2 separate regions of the Sus scrofa genome follow, and region 1 is linked to region 2. The links are chromatin contacts, called in public Hi-C maps. All regions are on one chromosome and are shown on one strand. Each heading gives the region's core, a stretch centred on a gene start, on an enhancer-like site or on the middle of the called end of the contact. The rest is flanking DNA. Distances are from core to core; before and after follow the strand shown. Region 1 overlaps NARS2 (probable asparagine--tRNA ligase, mitochondrial). Region 2 has its middle 6.1 kb from the start of GAB2.

Evidence for each region. Hi-C and Micro-C count contacts between places; a contact is called where the count stands out from the background.
Region 1: a contact with region 2 is called in a Hi-C map of alveolar macrophages, with 4 times the contacts expected there. The contact joins two enhancer-like sites. A contact is called at or near these places in 1 of 5 promoter capture datasets (liver), 25 of 47 Hi-C or Micro-C datasets (alveolar macrophages, blood, brain and 14 more) and 2 of 2 datasets of contacts at active chromatin or transcription factors (alveolar macrophages and skeletal muscle).

The regions. Positions count from the first base shown.
Region 1 is chr9:12,984,442-12,988,710 of Sscrofa11.1, forward strand. All of the region lies in intron 5 of NARS2 (probable asparagine--tRNA ligase, mitochondrial), which reads right to left. Among named protein-coding and RNA genes, the nearest start is that of NARS2, 24 kb to the right of the region's middle. Within about 2 kb of position 2,885, at least 5 of the 83 cell types and tissues checked have an H3K27ac peak or open chromatin away from gene starts, as enhancers often do. A contact at or near this core is called in alveolar macrophages, where this site is marked.
Region 2 is chr9:12,855,582-12,859,441 of Sscrofa11.1, forward strand. No RefSeq gene overlaps it. Among named protein-coding and RNA genes, the nearest start is that of GAB2, 6.1 kb to the left of the region's middle. Within about 2 kb of position 2,275, at least 24 of the 83 cell types and tissues checked have an H3K27ac peak or open chromatin away from gene starts, as enhancers often do. A contact at or near this core is called in alveolar macrophages, where this site is marked.

The DNA.
Region 1 (4,269 bases), core at 1,635-4,134, 130 kb after region 2:
GGACATCTCTGATCACTCTAGTGTCTAGTTGCTCCTTGCCAGAAAACTCTCCTAACACACTTGTAAAATGTGAACCACATCTGACATCGAATACTTCCATATAAATTATTCTGTATAATTACCCCTATGAAACCCAATTAAATATTTATTCTGGCTACAGTTTCACGTGTCAGCTTTATCTTCTGGATAAAAACTTCTTGAAGACCAGCTCGTTTGAACTTAAAAAGCAACTTTTAATGCAAAATTCTCAATATAAATCCCAATACAAATCTGTGCACACAAGTGTATGCCAAGAAAAAAAATGTGTTTGAGCTAGCTCGTGAATTCTGCTCATCAGTAAAGTAGCATGAGTCTGCGGAGATCATGCTCATCCGGCCTTTTTAGCCTCTGTCTACATTTGATGTTACATGTAAGAGTTTCTCCAGGGGCGCTAGCTTTCAGTTTTGACTGTCTATTAGAGTCACCTGGTAAGCTTTAAAAATTCCCACACCAGACTGCATTCCCAAGCAATTTTCGGAATTTCTGGGAGCAGAACCCAGGTATTCACACTTTTAAATGTTCCTACGTGAATTCAACATGCAGTAGAGACTGAGAAGCACTGCCTTAGAGTCTATGTTCTCCTTTACTCCTATCAGTCTCTTCTAACCTAACAGTGGGAGAAAAAGGAGAACAAAATTTTTAATTTTTAAGGCAAGAAAAGGGGATTTTTTTAAAAAAGAAAAACATGGAGTTCCTGTCGTGGCACAGTGGTTAACAAATCCGACCTGGAACCATGAGGTTGCGGGTTCAATCCCTGCCCTTCCTCAGTGGATTGAGGATCCGGCGTTGCCGTGAGCTGTGGTGTAGGTTGCAGACGCGGCTTGGATCCCGTGTTGCTGTGGCTCTGGCGTAGGCCGGTGGCTCCAGCTCTGATTTGACCCCTAGCCTGGGAACCTCCATATGCCGCGGGAACAGCCCAAGAAATGGCAAAAAGACAAAAAAAAAAAAAAAAAAAAAAGAAAAAGAAAAACATAAAATGCACAAGATACCTTTAAAAAAAACAAATGCATAAGCAATCACAATAAACATCAGTGGACTAAATTAAACAGTAAAAAGGGAAAGATTAACTGATTCGTTTTAAAAAAAAATCTGAGCTGTGTGCTATTTCTCAGAATCACATAAGACAAAGAAAGGCTGATAATAAAAGAATGGATAATAGTTACAAAAAAAAAAAGAGCACCAGACAAATACTGATCAAAACCAAGAAAATAGACAAGAGGCAAAAAGCAGTACTAGAAAGAAAGAGGACCACTGTATAAATAAAGATTGATTTCACTAAGAAGTGATTCTGAATGTGTGTATATCCAATAACAGACTAAAAAATACATAAAACAAAAACAATGAGAAAAAAATGAAAAAACATACCAGAGGATCCTAACATACCAGGAAATGGCAAATAAAGAATAAATATTAGTAGGCATACTGCAGATATGTACATGTAATTAATAATCTTGTTATAATACACAGATGTTGAACACTGCACCCAATAACTGAAAAATACACTCTTTCCAACAATACACAGAACACTTCTAATACCACAAAAAAATATAAAGTGTCTAGGAATAAATCTAAGAAAGGTATGTGCAATCTTTAGAAAATTAACTTGTATTGAAAAATATTAAGGAACTCCTAAACATATGAATAGACCACGTCCAGTGATAGTAACACTTAATACCACAAAGATATCAGTTTTTCCAAACCGATCTACTGAATCAATGCTATTCCAATTAAAGAGCAAACAGAGGTTTTTGGAGCTTGTCAAAATGATCTGTAAGTTTGTATGAAGAGAAAAGGATCAGGAAATTCTTTAAATCAGGTGGCAGGATTTGCTTTACTGCCTATGAAGACTTAGCAAAGAGCTATAGCAATTGAGTGAGGCACTGGCACAGGGATATTCTGAAAAACTAATGGAAGATAATAGAGCACACAGAAATAAGATACACACATATATGGAAACTTGATTTATGACAGAGCTGGCAACTGCAATCACAGGAAGAAAAATGAACTATTCAATAAATAGTACTTAAATAATTAGGTATCCATTTTGGAAAAAAATTGGACTTTTGCATCATATCCAAAATTAAATTCCAGAAATTAAAGACATGTGTAAAGTATAAACTATAAAACTTTTAGTACATAATACAGAAGGGATTTCTTAAACAAGATACAAAAGCACAAAACATCAAAAAAAGACTGAAATTTGACTAAATTAAGAATTCTAATTTAAAATTTAAATTAATCTCTGTATTATAAAAGAGAAAAGGCAAGCCACAAGCTGAGAGAAAACATCTGCAACATACACTCAACAAAAGATTGATAGCCAAGGATGCAAAAACACCGATATGAAAAGACAACACAACAGAAAATATAGAAGAGGAAATGAGTGGCCAATAACTGTAAGAAAAAATGATCAATCACAGCTTACCAGGGAAAAGCAAATTAAAATCACTTCAAAAAAAATTAAATAAATAAAATCACATCAAAAACCCATTTTAGGATCCCTGGCCTCGCTCAGTGGGTTAAGGATCTGGCATTGCCACTGAGTTATGGTGCAGGTTACAGACGTGGCTTGGATCTGGTGTTGCTGTGGCTGTGGCACAGGCCAGGAGTTACGCCTCTGATTCGACTGCTGGCTGGGAACCTCCATATGCTGCACGTGCAGCCCTAATAAGCAAAAAAAAAAAAAAAAAACAAAAACAAAAAAAACAAACAAAAAAAACCCCAAAACCAAAACCAACAAAAACCCTTTTACATCCATGAGGTTGGCAAAATTTTAAGACTGGAAATATTGGGTACTGGTAAGGCGTGGAACAGCACACCCTGCTGGTGGGAGTTTAAAATTCAGTATTCCTTTTTAAAAATCAGGATCTTCTAACAAAGTGGAAGCTATGAACATGCACTTCCACTGTTCTGTATGACCCTTGAAGGCATACTGAAACCACTGAGAGAGCCTTAAAAAATACGAATTCTTGAGTCCTACATCCCAGAGATTCTGATTTAATTGAAATCATGGCGGGGGGGGGGGAGCTCATTACAGAAAAAGATGATGATTCCATTGGTGTAAGTTGAGACCCATGTAAACCAAAACAGTATTTCGCCTAGGGCGACATCCATGTGGTGAAACTATTTTTTTTAAAGTATGGATATAACAAAACACAAAATCAGCATAGTGGAAAGAGGGTGGGAAGATGGAATGCAGGGGGCACAAAGTGGGGGATAAAAAGTACTAATAATTGCATATTTCTTAAGTTTATTCTTAAGTTTAGTGGGACCATGTGTATGCTTTACACTACCTACATAGCTTATTTTACATCTGTACAATATTTACATCTGTACAATATTTAATAAAAATAAGCTAAGTATTATTAACAGGTTATTTACACAAAAAAGAGCAGTACTCAACCCGTAGTTCTTGCCAACAGTAAGTCATCAGTAAATGTTGTTATTCTCTTCCCGCAGGAAAATAAAAGGTTGTCTTGGAAGAATGGTCAAAGAGAAACGGTAAGGACACTTTAGTGTTCTCAACAGTTGTCTGTACCTAATAAAAAGTCTTCTTTAATCTCAGAACTTTACTCAAGGTTCTGCTATCTTTTCTCAAAAGCCCAACTTCAGGAGTCATTAGAGTGTGACAAATGGCATTTACTTTACAGCCTAATAGATCTTGTTTAAACTGCAACTCCGTATTTTACTGTGTGGCTTTTGATAAATTCTACCTGGGCCTAGTTTCCTAACATTAAAAAAAAAAAAAAAAAAAAAAGAGGCGTTCCTGCTGTGGTGCAATGGGATTGGTGGCATCCTGGGAGCTCTGGAGCACAGGTTCAATTCCTGGCCCAGCACAGTGGGTTAAGGATCTGGAGTCTTGGATCTGATCCCTGGCCAGGGAATGCCATAAGCCATAAGCCACGGGAGGCCAAAAGAAAAAAAAAAAAGAAAGAAAAAAACACAGATAATTCATTCAACAAATATTTATAAAGCAACTATCACATGCCAGATATTATATAATAATGTACAAGAGACACATAGTTTCTGCCCTTGTAAAGGCAAACTAATTCCTATTGCAAAGGGTTGCTGAAAAGATTATATAATATAAACAAAGGAATTTGACATGGTGCCTGAAATGCACTTGGTATTCAATAAATGCTATTTCTCTTCCTGCTTGGAATACCTAAAGCTTAAGTAATCACTTAAGGTGAATTACTCCTTTTAGAAACTCTAAGAGTCTAATAACAT
Region 2 (3,860 bases), core at 1,025-3,524:
CATACAGCTGCCTCAGATAGCCTCCTCGCTGGGATTAAGAGTTAAAATCGTTTGTGGTTTACCTGATAACTGGCTTTGCTTTGACAGCCTATAGGTTTCAATCATTTAACTTCTCGTACCACACACATTTCTAGCGAGGCTGGAAGAATAACGTTCCCTGACACAAAGTGGGTTTCAGCTGACTAGAAATACTATTTCTTCTCCACTGAGTGCACACATAGTGGCTCTGCAGTTGCTAGGCTTTGTTTTGCTGGGATCCAAAGGCCACAGGAGATTATCTAACTCTCTCATTCCACCAGAGTTACATAAGATGACTGTCTGAGCCGTACGGCCAGTGATGTGCTGGTTAAAATCTGGCTCTCTGGTGGTGGTGGCAGTAGCATTGACTTGTAGGATGTGACAGGTTTTTTTTTTGTGTGTGGGGGGAGCAAATACAAAACCCCCCACAACTTCACGTCTTTGAATACAGTTAAGAGATGCATGACTGGGAGTTCCCATTGTGGCTCAGTGGAAACGAACCTGCCTGGTATCCATAAGGACATAGGTTCAATCCCTGGCCCCACTCCTGTGGGTTAAGGATCCGGCGCTGCCGCATGATGTGGTGTAGGTCACAGACGCTGCTCGGATCTGGTATTGCTGGCAGCTGTAGCTCTGATTTGACCCCTCGCCTGGAAACCTCCATATGCCTCAGGTGTGGCCCTAAAAAGCAAAAGCAAAAAAAAAAAAAATAGAGAGAGATGCATAAGTAATACACCTTTAGTATTTCCATCCTAAAAGATGTAATAGACATAATTAAGCTAAGTAGTAACGGAGTTTTGGTTATTTATTCTTTGTCTTTAAGATAACATTTAATTGTAAGTTTATATGGCATTATTAAATTCACATACCAGAAAGTCACCCTTTTAAAGGGTACAATTCAGTGGTTTTTAGTATACCCACTGAGTTGTGCAACTACTTTTGCTATCTGATTTCAAAACATTTTCACCACCCCAAAGAGAAAGCCCATGTCCATTAGCAGTCACTCCTCAGTCTCCCAACCCCATTCCCTGGCAGCCACTAATTTACTTTCTGTCTCTGTGGGTTGGCCAATTCTGGATATTTCATATAACCAGAATCACAATAATTTGCAAGAAGTTTTCAAGGTTCATCCATGCTGCAGCGTGTGTCCGTTCTCTCTCATTCCTCTCTACGGATGAAAAATACTCCATCAGATCCACACACCACATTTTATTTACCCCTTCATCAGCGGATGGACATTTCAGTTGCTTCCACTTTTTGCCTCTTACGAATAAAGTGGCTGTGAACATTCGGGTACAAGTTTTTGTGTGAATTTGTGTTTTCATACTCTTGGATGTGGACCTAGAAGGTGAATGAATGGCTGGATCCCACTATGACTCTGTGTTTAACTTTTTACAGAACTGTTTTAACTGTTTCCTACAGTGGCTACACAACCACCAGCAAAGTATGAGGATTCTGATCCACATCTCCAATACCTCCTGTTGCTTTCCACTTTAATTATAATTTAACTTTAATGTTATTTTTTAGCAACCAGTTTGTAAAACTTTCCGCAACTTTAAAACCATTCTCATGGGCTGGTGGGAACCAGGCCAGGGCAAAGCAGGGCATACAGCCCTCCACAGAAAATCCCACTGCCCCACTGTCAGTTCCACTTCTTTTTGCTGACAAGAGCAATACTCAACAGATTTGGATGTCTTTCTCACATCCTTCCTCCAGAAAACCGAAACAGAATGTCTCAGGTTTTTTCTCTTGTGGAATTAAGAAAAGTCTTGGTTCTGGAGAATCACGAGGTTTTCGGCTGCCGTTCAGGGCAGAACAGAATGTCTCTCTCCTCCGTTTGTGTTGAGAAACAAAAATGAAACCCCAAATGGATCTTCCTGACACCCAGATGTATCTTCTGGATGAGCTTTCAAGCAGTTGCTTCAACAGGGCAAACAGCTGTGGTCTGTTTCAACATAATTTGATGTAATCAGGGTTAATTTCGATGATGCAGTAACTCTGAAGACTGTTTTTTAACTGGATTACTGTTGGGTCAACAATCATGTGGCATTACATTTAGAGGCTGAAACAAAAGCCAGAATTAAAACAGCTTCCCCCCCCCAGCCCCTTCTAAATGACAGCCCCACCGGGAGGAGAAGTTATGAGGCACATTTAACACAATTAACTAAAAAAAGAAAGGAGCAGCCGTCCAACTGCGTGCAAACTTCTCCAAGGTCCAGAGTGTCCACTGAGAAAAGAGCTGGAAGCTTATTTGTTGCTGTTTTCTTTTGCTAGAGTGGTTTGAGACATGTTAGCAGTCATCAGTCTCACAGCTCTCAGGGCGGTTTCTGAAGAGCCAAGTCTTCCCCTGACTCTGAGACATCTGCCTGTCACAGCACACACTGGCCCAGCAGCGGGGACTGGGCTGCTCGGGGCACACCTGCTTTATTTAGTCTCTTCGATTTCAGTTTTGGCCAGTCTGAACGCAGCTAAGGCCCGCGACACAAGCCATCCTGACACAGTTCTGGAAAGCAGCATCTTCAAAAATAGATGTCTCGGGAAGCTGCCAAAGATGCTGGTTCTTCAAAACCCTCTTTAATCCGATTCTGTGGTTCAAAAAAGGTCTGGTATGTGTCCAAGCCCCTCAGTAAATAAGCCTCCATGCATTTGTTTACTGTTTTTGTGACTCAGTGTATCGAGAAACTTGAAAAGCAAACATGTTGACACTCAACCCTCCTACTGCATCTTATTTAGCAGGGATTTCTCATGTACATATTTTTTTGAGCAACAATTCCTCTGGAATAATACATAGGTGTGACAAAAGTCATGAGACTTAAAAAGTCATGAGGATTTTTTCCACAAGTCTGTGTACTCATGGCTTCTTTTAGTCGCAGAAGCAGACACTCACTAAGCAGATGCTTAAGTCCCAATAGGGAATTTACTGGGGAAAAAATGAGGTATATCCCAGGGAACACACACAAAACGTTGAATATGTGGCCTCAGGAAGCGTTGCACCCGAGGACTAAATATAGCAAGAACCCGGCAGCCGGTTCGTGCGTGTGTCTGTCTCTCCCACAGGCCATATGGCTTTTCATCGCGGAGCATGTGGCCTTCGTTTCTCTCTCCCTGCAGACTGCGTTCTCTGTCTCTTACAGTACACGTCTGTCTCACAGCTCCTGAGTTTGCGTGTTCCTCGTTCAAGCAGCCAGTCCAGACTCTCTGGTGTTCTCAACTCTGACTGCCTAAGGGAGGAATGAGACCGGCCCATTTGGGATCAGGCATCCAGCCCCAGTCCTACCAGCAAGGGACGCTCACGTCCCCAGTATGTCTGCTGAGGATGCACTGGCTAGGACAGGGGGACAGGGGTGGGGATTCTCAGAGGGAAGATGGGTTCCGTAGCTAACTAGGTACCTTGAAAGGTGTTTTTTTTGTTTGTTTTTTTGTCTTTTTGCTATTTCTTGGGCTGCTCCCGTGGCATATGGAGGTTCCCAGGCTAGGGGTCTAATCGGAGCTGTAGCCACTGGCCTACGCCAGAGCCACAGCAACGCGGGATCCGAGCCGCGTCTGTGACCTACACCACAGCTCACGGCAACGCCGGATCGTTAACCCACTGAGCAAGGGCAGGGACCGAACCCGCAACCTCATGGTTCCTAGTCGGATTCGTTAACCACTGCGCCACGATGGGAACTCCCTGGTTTGTTTGTTTGTTTTGGGCTGCACCCATGCCATACAGAAATTCCTGGGCCAGGGATTGAATTTGAGCCACAGCAGTGACAAGGCCAAGTCCTTAACCACTAGGCCACCAGGGGAACTCTGAAAGGTATTTAATAGAGAAATGAACAGCAATCTTATTTCTTTCAGGA